2 separate regions of the Mus musculus genome follow, and region 1 is linked to region 2. A link is a contact called in public Hi-C data. All regions are on one chromosome and are shown on one strand. Each heading gives the region's core, a stretch centred on a gene start, on an enhancer-like site or on the middle of the called end of the contact. The rest is flanking DNA. Distances are from core to core; before and after follow the strand shown. Region 1 has its middle 29 kb from the start of Tigd2. Region 2 has its middle 25 kb from the start of Gm22367.

Region 1 (6,495 bases), core at 134-2,633, 110 kb after region 2:
TCAGTCAGAATGGCTAAACTATAAAAAACAACCAATGCTGACATGTATGTGGGGGAAAGGGAGGTGGGCATTTATTCATCATTTGTGGGAATACAAACTGTTGCAGCCATTATGGAAATCAGTGGGGAGGTTCCTTTAAAAGCTACAAATTGGTCTACAATATAGGCCAGCTTTAATACCCAAAGGACACTTTCCTACTATAGAAATAATTGCTCAGTCAAATTCATTGTTGCTCTATTTGCAACAGCCAGGAAACAGAAACAGCCTAGATATCCATTAACCGATGAAGGAATTGTTGAAGTTAGGCCTTGGTTCTTACTCCCAGTCCCATGCTCCCAGAAATAAGACTCAGACTCAAAATATATTTACAAAAATCTTGGCCATAGAGCTAGGCTCTTCTCTGACCAGATATAACTTAAAATATCCCATTTGTTCTAGCCTACATCTGCCATGTGGCCAGTACCATGTGTCTGTCTCCTTACAACTTCCCTGCCTGGTTCTATGCAAGAATCCTTTTTCTCTCCCAGATATTCCACTTCTACCTCCTGCCTGAGCAATAGGCCACAGGCTTTTTAGTTGAAAGGCAACACATCCATATAATACACAAGATACTCTCTCTAAAATGGATAATGAAAATGTGGTGTATAAATATAATGGAATATTCAACCTTAAAGAAAAATGAAGTTAGCAGATACATGAAGTAATTATCTTGACTGAGGTAACCCAGGCTCACAGCCAAATGCTGGGTGTTCTCTCTCTTCTGTGGGCTGTTAGCTTTGAATCCTTAGGGAAGTGTGCTTACACTAGACTAGCCACAGGAATCAGGAAAGTAGCAAGGATGGAGTGGGAATTTCAAGAGAAGTAGGAAGGAGCATAGGACAAGAGGGGAATAATGGGGAGGGATAATTAACTTGGAATACAGTTTCAAAAACCAGTTTCCTAATATAGAAACATACACATATACAAAAAGGATATAAGTGGAGTTATCCGGTATCAGGGAAGAACATGCTACAGATTATCAAATAAAAAACCAGGTATCAGAAATCATTCACCACTTTTGAAGTTGTCAGTCAGTAGGGTTCCACAGACCCCCAAAGTTTACAAATTATTCACACTCTTCTTGGTGCTTTCTCTAGAACCGGGTTGTAAGGCTCTGTTACTAAAGATACCATCCATGTACTTGAGTCATAGAATATACAGAGACCAAACCGGTACTGACCTGGAGGCTTCATTTCTACTGGTTAGTTTTCATAGTACTGGGAGGTGTTAGGCAAGCTACCGGAGAAGAAAAATAGTCACCAATCAGTCTTACTCAGCAGTAAACTGTGTGAATTACAATAATGACCAGTCTGGCAAGATAGGCCCACTTGTGCAATTTGGTACAAAGGTTAAGGAAATAGCAACCACTTTCTGATTGGACTTAAGGGCATTCCATAAGGCTGAACTCATGACTAGCACTGTCACTGGAGCCAAGAACCTGAGAACTAGATAGGTCCTAGGCACTGTGGGAGAACCTAACACTCTTGTTCTGCTAAGTCACAAAGCATCACCCCTGATTCCTAATGAGAGATCATTAAACCGCAGATAACTAGATCTTTTAACTTTCATTCGAGAACTTCCTTTTTGCAGCAGATAGTGAGGAACACAGGCAACTCATCCAAGTGCAGAGTCTATGTCTGAGTGCTCAGCTCTAAATGGGATAGCTATATCACACAGACTCTTCTCAAGCCTCAAGGATATCTGGGAAGAAGGTAAGGAAAGATTGTAAGAGATACAGTGAGTGGATCACTACAGTGAGACAGTGTCTCTGGACATGACAACATTGCTGCACACAGCAGCATATTGCGACCATGACCCCACTGACAACAGCATCACAGTTTCTAGCTAGTCATGATCCCAGAATGTACTGGGGAACAGAGTCATGATGTTCTACCCTTAGCTGAGGAGCTACCAGTGATGGCTGTTGGGAGGGAGTTAGTTTTCTTTACGGGTTCAACCTCTGAGAGGCTACCTGTGCGCCAGCATATAGCCTTGTTACCAGGTGCATACTGAGAGCACCAGTGAGTTTCTTTTAAAACACACACACACACACACACACACACACACACACACACACACACACACACACATATGTACACATGGGAGGATTAACATGTTCAAAATACCTTATATGCGTGTATGTAGTATACTTCACTGAAGGTTAGACCTACTGCCTGACTTCCAGTAACAGAAGTGATCTCACTGAGAATCAGATGTAATCCACCCAGTTTCTTGTTTCACCTTCCTTCTTCACCCTCCCCTCCCCCTTCCCTCCCCCTCCTCCCCTCCTCCTCTTCCTCCCCCTCCCCCTCCCCCCCTTCTCCCCCTCCTCCTCTTTCTCCTCCATTTCTTCCTCTTCCCTTTCCTTTTCTATGCTCTGTCTTCTTTCTCCCTTTCTCAGTAGCTGGTTTTTGTTTTGTTTTATTGTGTTTTGGCATCCAACAATCCGTAACTGAGACCAGGGGACAAGTAACTGAATCTTGCCAACAGCCGTCTTACATGAGTGTAGACAGAATATTTTCCTTCAAGTCTTGATATGGCTATAACCTTGCTGACAGTGTCACCGAAGCCTTATAAGAGACCCTAAGTCAGAAGACAGCTAAATTCTGTCCAATTTCTCACGTACAGAATCTGCGTCACAGCATATGTTACTGTTTTAATCTGTTTAAGTTGTGTGTTATGAAGCAACTGATAACTAACAAAATTCTCTCAAGTTCTACAAAGCACAGGATTTTCAGATTTCAACATAGTCACCCAAACACGCTGTTCTGTTTTCTCCACCAGCGTTCACCTAACTTCTGAAAGGTCCAAGCACCAAGCCCTGAGCACCCATACAAAAGGAGTGTCCTACCCTAGGCAAAGCCCAAACCCCACCAGTCTGGACCTCTGTGTCCGTGGAGGTTTCCTTGGCCCCTTGGGCCACTTCTGCCTTGTAGTTTTGGTACGGCAAATGCCCTCTGCATCTGCTTTTACATTTTTTTTAGCCTTGACCTTAGACTTCTTTCCTTCCAACAAAATTTATTTTTAACTTTCCCTAAAATAGAACAGGTCCAGCAGTTCCAAAATGACTACACAGTTTCAAGTACTGTCTGCGACCCTCAAGGATCCTAATCCCACTGGACCACTGTAGTGGAAGAGACAATGTCCACATGGAAGTCATCAAAGGTTCTATGTTTTTTTCTGCCTCTGTCCTTTTTACGTGCCCTGTACCCCTTCCTCAGGAGCAAACTATTCAGACCCACTCTCATGATCATAGTGATTTTCAACAGGGAGAATCCCTCTACCAAGTGAACATGTCACATCCATACATGCTGGCGAGCTCAAAAAATGCATAGGACGCAATCAGATTAAATACCCTTTAATTTTTCCTACTTAACAATTTTAAGAAGCTATGGTGACAACAAAAATGTGACAAAGGAGATAGGTAGCTGCATGAAGCAAGGCTACTCCTAGGAAATTTTAGGTCTGTTACACTGGATTTTAGGGAACACAGCTTAGTCATTGTCAAACTGAAATTTAACAGTGTTTGAGAAATGAAAAGACACATCTGTCAAAGACTGTGCCATTGACAACTTTTTTTTTGATGTAATGGAGATGTTTATAATGATAGAAATGCATCTTTGTAACTAAAATGGGCCATAAGTCATGATTTGTATTTTATCCCACTTTGGCCCAGGAAGTCTTACCACAATACATAAGCATTGTCTGCCACCTCGTGGTCAATGTAGAATCCTACATCGTGTAAGAGAAACCATAGAGCAACAGCAGAGAAGGGCCAACAGCATAAACACTACGGGCAAGATTGTTTAAAAACCCATGGTGATCGTATGTTCTGTGATATACGTATTTTATTTGTTTATTTATTTTTATTTTATTTTATGTTCCTTGGTGTTTTGGCTGTATGGATGTCTGTGTGAGGGTGTTGGATTGCCTGGAACTGGAGTTACAAATAATTGGGAGATGCCAGGACCTGCGGGGTCTTCTAAAGAGCGGCCAGTGCTGTTAACCATTGAGCCATATCTCCAAACCTCAACATATGAATTTTAAAGAAGAAAATTAAAAGTCTTTTTTCAAGCCTTGATATAGACCTTGATGAGCTGTTTTGTTCTTAAAATTGTAAGAATTTTGTTTCATGTCATGTTGCTAAATTGCTAAATTATCAGTGAAGAAATAAAGTATAACTAAATGCCTCCCTGTGGTTACATTACAGGAACAGCAGTGTTACTTAGGTACTGAGTAGAGGAGTGCACTTGTATTGTAGGCACAGGGCTGATACTGCTGTTTTGGAAAAGAAACTACAAAGCTCATAAAGTAAATCAAAGTGGGTCTCTTTCCTTCAAACTTGGTAGTGTCCTTCAAACTTACACAGGCACACTGGTTTAATTGAAAGGCAGTGCCACATAAGGAAAGAGGCTCTGGTTGTCTCCACAGTAATTAATCATGTATCCTTTCAAGATGTGTGTGCCATGCCCCCCTCACCCCCCCCCCCCACACACACACAGTTAGGCAAGCTGAGAGTTTTATTTGGTGAATCTTGAATCTGCTAAGACATGCACAGTCCGAAGACGGGAATAGTGACTCAACTTTAACCCCAGTCAGAAATGACACATTTACATCACTAAAATTCTCAGTACATTATCCAAGAACATCTGGCTACATGATAGAAAAGAGCATGCTGCGGAGGGATAAAAGGAAACCAATCTCTAGTTCAAATGTTGGCCAAGTTTCCCCACCTGGTGTGGGTGTGTACTCTTCAGTGCCTATGTAGCAACTGATTACACATGCACGTATGGTTTGATTACATCAAGGACATCTATAGATACGTTCATTTGTGCTAGAAATTATGTTAAAATTGAATTAGGGAAATGCTATCTCCAAATAGTAAGAGATTTAAAGCAATTCAGTATTAAACAGCAGTTTCCTGGCGTGGTGGCACATACCTTTAATCCCAGCACTCAGGAGGAAGAAGCAGGTGAGTACCGAATACCTGAGTTCAGGCCAGTGTGGTCTACAGAGAAAGTTTCAGAACCACTGGGGATACAAAGAGAAACCTTGTCTTGGAGAAACAAAATTCATCAGTATGGAACTACTTTAAAATGATACAGAAGGAGTGGGATTATGGAGAAGAAACATGAGCAAAGCTCTGCAATCTGCGGTATCTCTGAGAAGAACTGAATGGCTAAATATGATTGGATAGTATGCTGTATTTGTGTGGAAAGGTAGAATGTTCATAGATGCATAAAATATGTTTAAGAAGCTATCAGAAAATAAACCTCTACATGTCAAATATTATGGTGACTGATCCTGTTTTGGGATGAAAGTCAGAAGACGATGGGGGAGGAGACTTTTTGCACACACTCTGTTTTGAATAATCAGTGCTTACTGACAACTAGAAACCATATATACAATTGTCCATTAATATTTATATCCATGGGTTATGGCCCTGTGAATACCAACATCACAGATATTTGTGTGCCTTTAAAAATTGTGTTGTATTTGCAAATAACCTACATATACCTTCATATTTAACTTAAATCATTTCTAGATTACTTATGATACTTAACAGATTATAAAATGGTAAATTATTATTAAATGGTAAATCATTATACTTTATTGTTTAGGGACCAGTGAGGAGAAAGAAGTCTACACATGTTTGGTATGGATGCCATCCTTCTACAAACACTTGCAATCTGAGACAAGATGAATCTTTGGACATATAAGCTACAGAATCAGAGAATCAACTCTGTTCGAAAATTTTAAATTAGAAATATAAAATAGCCGGGTGTGGTGGTGCACGCCTTTAATCCCAGCACTCGGGAGTCAGAGGCAGGCGGATTTCTGAGTTCGAGGCCAGCCTGGTCTACAAAGTGAGTGCCAGGACAGCCAGGGCTACACAGAGAAACCCTGTCTCGAAAAACCAAAAAAGAAAAAAAGAAAGAAATATAAATATAAAATATAAAGAAATATTTTATATAAAATATTTATATAAAAAATATAAAGAAATATAATTTTACATGATATAATAAAGCAATGATGGGGAAAAGAAAATTTATTCTCAGCACATTATTTTACAGGTGGATGTATATTCTTGTAGAAAGAGTTTTCTTAGTGTATGAGCGTCTCTGGTTTCAGTGGCACACACACAAACACATGCATACAGAGCTAGATTAGATGTCACACTTGGACAGCTTGGACAGATGAAATGCTTAACGTCTATCTGTAAGACTTCTTAGATCAAGTTCCCATCTTCTTGCCACATAAAACCCTTTATGCCTGACCATTGAAAGTAGTTTTTTAAATTTACAGTATACTTGCATCATTTGTCATGCCATCTTATCCCTTTTACCCCTCCCATGTCCGATTGCTCCTCCCAAATTCATGGTCTCCTCTTTAACCATTATTGATAGGTATTGCTATACATACATGTAAACAGGAATAGGTTTTTTAGTCCATTCA
Region 2 (5,807 bases), core at 109-2,608:
TTTTTCTACCTTTCAGTTGAGTTTAAATAATCAGGAGATTATTTAAAGACTTCTTTACCTAATAGCCCTTAAGACAAAAATAGTCTCCCTTGGGAGTGACGGTCAGTCCATGCTCAACACAAGTTATGAAAGATTCAGGTTCTCCAGGTGAGGGGTTTGCTTCCTGTAGCACAGCTTGTCCCAGATGGAGTTACCCAGCCTCCTCTGAATCACTACTGGGTATAAGGAAACACCACATAAAGTGCCAGCCTGTGCTGTCGCTGTGACTAGTGAATTGTGCAAATCCGAGTCAGCAGTCTTATGCCTTCAGCCAACACCCCTGAACACAGGCAGGTTAGCCGGTCAGCCATCACTAAGTAGTAAGATTTCAGAGTCTTCAGTTCTCATTTACTGGAATACTGCCATAGGAACCCCTGGCAGCCACCTGGAATTAGAAAACAAGTTGGTCTAAAATGAAGTCAACACAGCATCAAAGCAAAATGATGAAAAGTTCATGATATTTTCAGGATTTCAGACATATGAGCCAGTACATCTTCTTGCTGATTAAGTAGCTGAGAATGCTGAAATCAAAGGTATTTTTGATAGTTCTTGTGGAATCAAAATTTTTAGATCAAAAATATATGTGGCTTAAACACAGCTCAAGCTAACTTTGGACTAATCACATGTTCCTCTGGCTGAATATCAATGCAACAGGACTGTGGATTTAAAGGTCATTGGCTAAGCTGAGTGTTTGGCAGAAGGAGTGCGTAAACAAGGTCACGTTCTGTAGCAGCACACACAAAGGGAAGTTAGTAAAACCTTCTGGGTTTCTAGGGTGTAAAAAGACAGCTGTCGACATATCTGGGAAATAGGCTTTGTTATCTGGTTTTCAGTTGTCTCACAGACCTGACAGAAGGATTAATAATAATAATAATAATAATAATAATAATAATAATAATAATTTATTTACAGATCCAAGAATTCCTAGGCTCAGCAAAAGAACTGTGTGGTGACTGGAGGATGAGACCTTTAAACTCTAGAGTGGGAGAACAGTTTGGAGATTGTGTTTAACCACAACGGTTGAATGAATCACTATTATTTAGTAAGACCTCAGTAAAAAGGGACAGAGTGCAGTTTCCAGAGTTTTTGAGTTGCAAATCCAATGAAGCAATGTGGAGAGTGACATACTGGGAGGCCATGGAAATTCCTGGTCCTTCCTCAGCATCTTGGCTTTTGCATTTCTTACATCCAGCTGCTGCAGGGTTGCTTCCTTTATAATGAACTGGAGAACCAAAGTGAAGTGCATGTGAGAGTTCTCAGCCACACAGTGTTGTTGGGGTGAGAGGACAGGAGTGTGGAAATCCTACATGTAAGCCAGCTGGCGCTGCATGCAAGTTACAACCTGGAATGTGATTGGTGTCTGAAGTCTTATGGGACTTTATTCCTTAGGTTTATACTAACTCTGGGTTGCACCCTTTTGAAATGAGCTCAATTCAGGCCACCTATTTGATATATCTAGCAAGGCTTATTCAGTGCACCAGCTGTTAGGTACACACACATATCCCTGGCTCTGAAGTGTGTTCTCATTTGAAGGATTATTTGCTGGGTCTTGCCTTTCGCCACTGAACTCCTTTTTTTTTTTTTTTTTTTTTTTCTCAAAATGCTGCACACTCCAGATGCCCCCGAAGTGTGTCCTGTCCCCAGCTTTCCTGTGAGGAGCGGGTGCGGCCACGACCCCAGGATGGCGCCTGGGACGGCTGCCAGGTCTTATGACCTGTGCCTGACTTCCTCATTACCTCTGACTTAGCCACATCCCAGGCACCTGCACTGTGCAGACGCCATGCCTTGTCAACTCGCCTGAGGTGTGTCACTTGCTGTGAACCAATGGACTGCTGCTATGTGACTGGGGTGATTGGGAGGAGTCAGTAGGGTATTTAAGGCACGCCCCAGGGTTGTTCTGCGGATTCCTGTTCCTGCATTGCAATACAAAGTGTTCCTGAATAAACCTGCTTGAAGAAGGACAACTGAAGAAGGACAACGTGGTGTTGTGTCTTTCCTGCTGGTTGGGGTGGATGCGACAAGTGGTGGCTCGTACGAGGACTCTGCTTCGAGAGAGCGCTGCGGGTCCAGAACTTCAAGAGGTTTGGGTAGCTGGCTGGAAAGCTCCCAGGTAAATGGGATGATCCAAGTTCTCCGTTAGAGACAATAAGGTTCCCAGATTAAGGACTATTGAGGTAAGTGGGACGATTCAAGTTCTCAGTTAGAGACAATAAGGTTCCCAGTTAGGGACGATTAAGATAAAACAGTTATGGGTAACACAACATCAGGGCAGTCTGTTCACCAGGCATTAAAGGATTTGTTGAAAGAAAAAGGAATCGGGCTGAAAAAGGAGACGTTAGAAAACTTTCTAAAGGCCGTTGATCAGGTGGCTCCATGGTTCCCCGTGTCAGGGCATCTTACAGGGCCTAGTTGGGAGAAATTAGGGAAGGATCTGAAGTTTGCCGAGGAGCAAGGCGTCCTCGTCAAAATGGTGCTTCCGGTATGGAAGTTAGTATGTAACTGTATTAAGGACCGGGAGAAGTGTGGGGCTGAGTTGCAGAAAGAGAATGAGGCTTTGAACAAAGTAAGAGAGGAGAGATCACAGGAGTCTGATGTAGAAAGTAGCTCTAGCAAGGGGACCTGTCCGAGGATTGCGGACAGTCTCGAAAAAGTGAGAGTGAAGGTTCAGCCTTCTGCACCAGATCCTCTGCGACCGCTGTCATACGATGGGGGTGACGTCTGGACGGTCTCTACACCCAGAGACGTGGAGAGAGCTAGGAGCACGGTGCTACCCAGTGTCCCAGGATGCACAAGGAGCTAGATTTCATGAACCATTAGACTGGAAGATTATACAGAGACTGGCTGAGGGCATAAGGGCTTATGGAGTGACTGCTGCTTTTGTGGTGGCTCAGCTTGAGTCACTGCATCACTACTGCCTTACGCGGAGCGATTGGCAGAACCTTGCTCGTGCTTGCCTGTCTCGGGGTCAGTATCTGGATTGGAAATCATTTTTCATAGAATTTGCTGGTGAGCATGTAGCTCAGAATGCCAGGGCAGGGCAGGATGCTTGGGATCAAGATATGTTACTGGGGCAAGGGAGGTTTGCTGCAGCCCAAACCAATTATCCACTTCAAGTTTATGAACAAATTAATAAGGTGTGTACCAAAGCCTGGAAGTCTCTCCCCAACAGAGGCGAAGTCAGCGGCAACTTAACGAAGATCTTGCAAGACCCTACTGAGTCGTTTGCAGACTTTGTGGCTAGAATTGTGGAAGCTGCAGGCAAGATTTTTGGGGATCCCGACACAGCCATGCCGCTTGTAAAACAGTTGATTTTTGAGCAGTGTACCAAGGAGTGTAGACAAGCTATTATTCCTTATAAGAATAGAGGATTGGAGGTCTGGATGAAGGTGTGCAGAGAGCTTGGAGGACCCTTGACTAATGCTGGCTTAGCGGCTGCTGTAGCTCAGGTTTCAATAGGAAAGGGTGGTGCCAGAAGCACTGGATGCTTTCGATGTGGTCAACCAGGTCATATGAAGAGACAGTGCCCTCAGCAGGCGGGAGCAGGAAGTGCTTCTGGGCTATGCCCTGGCTTATGACTCAAATGTAAGAAAGGAAATCATTGGGCTAATGAGTGTCACTCCGTGAAAGAGATCAATGGACAGCCTATTTCTCACAGCGGGGCTCATCCAAAAAACGGATGGCAGGGCCCCCGACCCCAGGGCCCTCAAATATATGGGGCAGTTTCTGAGGGGTGGCCCAACCTGAGAATGCCAATGCAGTGGAACAGCCCAGGAGAGCAACAAGAGGGAGTGCAGGGCTCAACCTCTATTCCACCGCCAGACTCATATTAACACCTCAGATGGGGGTGCAGTTGGTCGAGTCTGATTTTAAAGGGCCACTGCCACCTAATACTGTAGGACTCCTGCTCGGCCGTAGCTCCGTGACCCTTCAAGGGCTGGTTGTACACCCTGGAGTAATAGATTCAGATTATACTGGACAGGTCAAAATTATGGTTTCCTCACCACTGGGAATTGTAGCCATTTCGTATTGCACAGCTCCTCTTATTGCCAAGTTGTCATTCCAAGTTTCCAGCTAATGATAAAGAAAGAGGGAGTAGAGGATTTGGTTCTATGGGAGCCACTTCAATTTACTACTCCATGGACCTTGATGAGAGACCTCTACTTGTATTGCATGTAGGGGGAAAAGCTATTTCAGGATTGCTTGATACTGGTGCTGACCGAAGCATAACTAGCATAAAGGACTAGCCATCAGCTTGGCCACGTCAGCAGTCAGAACAAACCCTGAGAGGCCTGGGCTATGCCCAAATGCCCGAAGTAAGCTCATGCCAACTCACTTGGAAGGACCAGGAGGGCCATTCCGGTTGTTTTCAGCTTTATGTGCTCCCTGTTCTGATCTCCCTCTGGGGATGGGACCTGATGCAAGAAATGGGATATAAATTGACAAATGAGTTGCCTTATAGCCCACAAGCTCAACAAATTATGCAGAATTATGGATATCAACCTGGAAAAGGATTAGGGCCTCGATTGCAGGGCAGGAAATCCCCTATTCCTGTGAGTTCAAAGAAAGGTCGTGCTGGACTGGGTTTTTCCTAGGGGCCACTGAGGAGGCCATCCCCATTACTTGGAAGACTGAGGATTCAGTATGGATTCCTCAGTGGCCTTTGCCCTCAGAGAAATTACAGACTGCTAAAGAATTAGTTCAAGAACAGTTTCAAATGGGCCATATTCGCCCCTCTATTTCTCTTTGGAATACCCCCATATTTGTCATTAAGAAAAAATCAGGGAAATGGAGGTTGTTACATGATCTTAGAGAGATTAATAAACAAATGGTCATTATGGAACCTATTCAAAGAGGTTTGCCCTTACCATCTGTGCTTCTAAAAGCATGGCCAGTGATAGTTTTAGATATTAAAGATTGCTTCTTTTCCATCCCCTTGCATGAACAAGATGCAGTAAGATTTGCATTTACTTTGCCTTCTATAAATCATGAAGAACCAGATAAGAGGTTTGAGTGGGTTGTTTTGCCCCAGGGCATGGCCAATAGTCCCACTATGTGTCAGCTATATGTAGATGCAGCCTTATATGAGGTTAGACAGGAATTCCCAGAATAAAATGTTATCATTATATGGATGATGTCCTTCTGGCAGCAATGAGGGAGGAAATGCTGGATTTGGCATATAGTAAGACCATACAACAGCTACAAAAGGTTATCCATTATTTGGGAAGCAAAATAACAGAAAGATATATAACTCTACAGAAGATTCAAATTAGAACTGATCATCTAAGGACTTTAAATGATTTTCAAAAGTTGCTAGGAGATATTCAGTGGGTTAGGCCTTATCTGGGTCTAACAAATGAGCAATTGTAACCTCTTTATGACATCTTGCCAGGAGCGACAGCCCTGGATTCAGAGAGAGTTCTTAAAGAAGAAGGAAGGGAAGTCTTAAAGTTAGTAGAGAAGGCTATTCAAATTGCTGCTTTAAAGAGGAGAGAGGTTGATCTTCCTATATCATTATGTATTTTGCCATCAGAAAATCAACCTATGGGAGCCCTTTGGCAAGGGGCTCCTTTATTATGGATCCATCCTAAAATTTCCCCTGCCAAAGTGTTATCCTATTATCCTGCCTTGGTTGCCCAATTGGCATTGGGGGGTTTACAGCAATGCATGCAGCATTTTGGCAACCCTCCTGATGAAATTATTGTACCATATGATAGTAGACAAGTTGAAGTGTTGTCTGCCACTGTAGATGACTGGGCCGTTTTAAGATG

Evidence for each region. A called contact is a pair of places that touch in the nucleus more often than the background predicts.
Region 1: a contact with region 2 is called in a Hi-C map of liver, with 4 times the contacts expected there. The contact joins two enhancer-like sites. A contact is called at or near these places in 10 of 484 Hi-C or Micro-C datasets (the AML12 cell line, brown adipocytes, embryonic fibroblasts and 4 more) and 1 of 115 datasets of contacts at active chromatin or transcription factors (embryonic stem cells).

The regions. Positions count from the first base shown.
Region 1 is chr6:59,176,823-59,183,317 of GRCm38.p6, forward strand. No RefSeq gene overlaps it. Among named protein-coding and RNA genes, the nearest start is that of Tigd2, 29 kb to the right of the region's middle. Within about 2 kb of position 1,384, at least 28 of the 459 cell types and tissues checked have an H3K27ac peak or open chromatin away from gene starts, as enhancers often do. A contact at or near this core is called in brown adipocytes and liver, where this site is marked.
Region 2 is chr6:59,071,578-59,077,384 of GRCm38.p6, forward strand. No RefSeq gene overlaps it. Among named protein-coding and RNA genes, the nearest start is that of Gm22367, 25 kb to the right of the region's middle. Within about 2 kb of position 1,359, at least 15 of the 459 cell types and tissues checked have an H3K27ac peak or open chromatin away from gene starts, as enhancers often do. A contact at or near this core is called in brown adipocytes and liver, where this site is marked.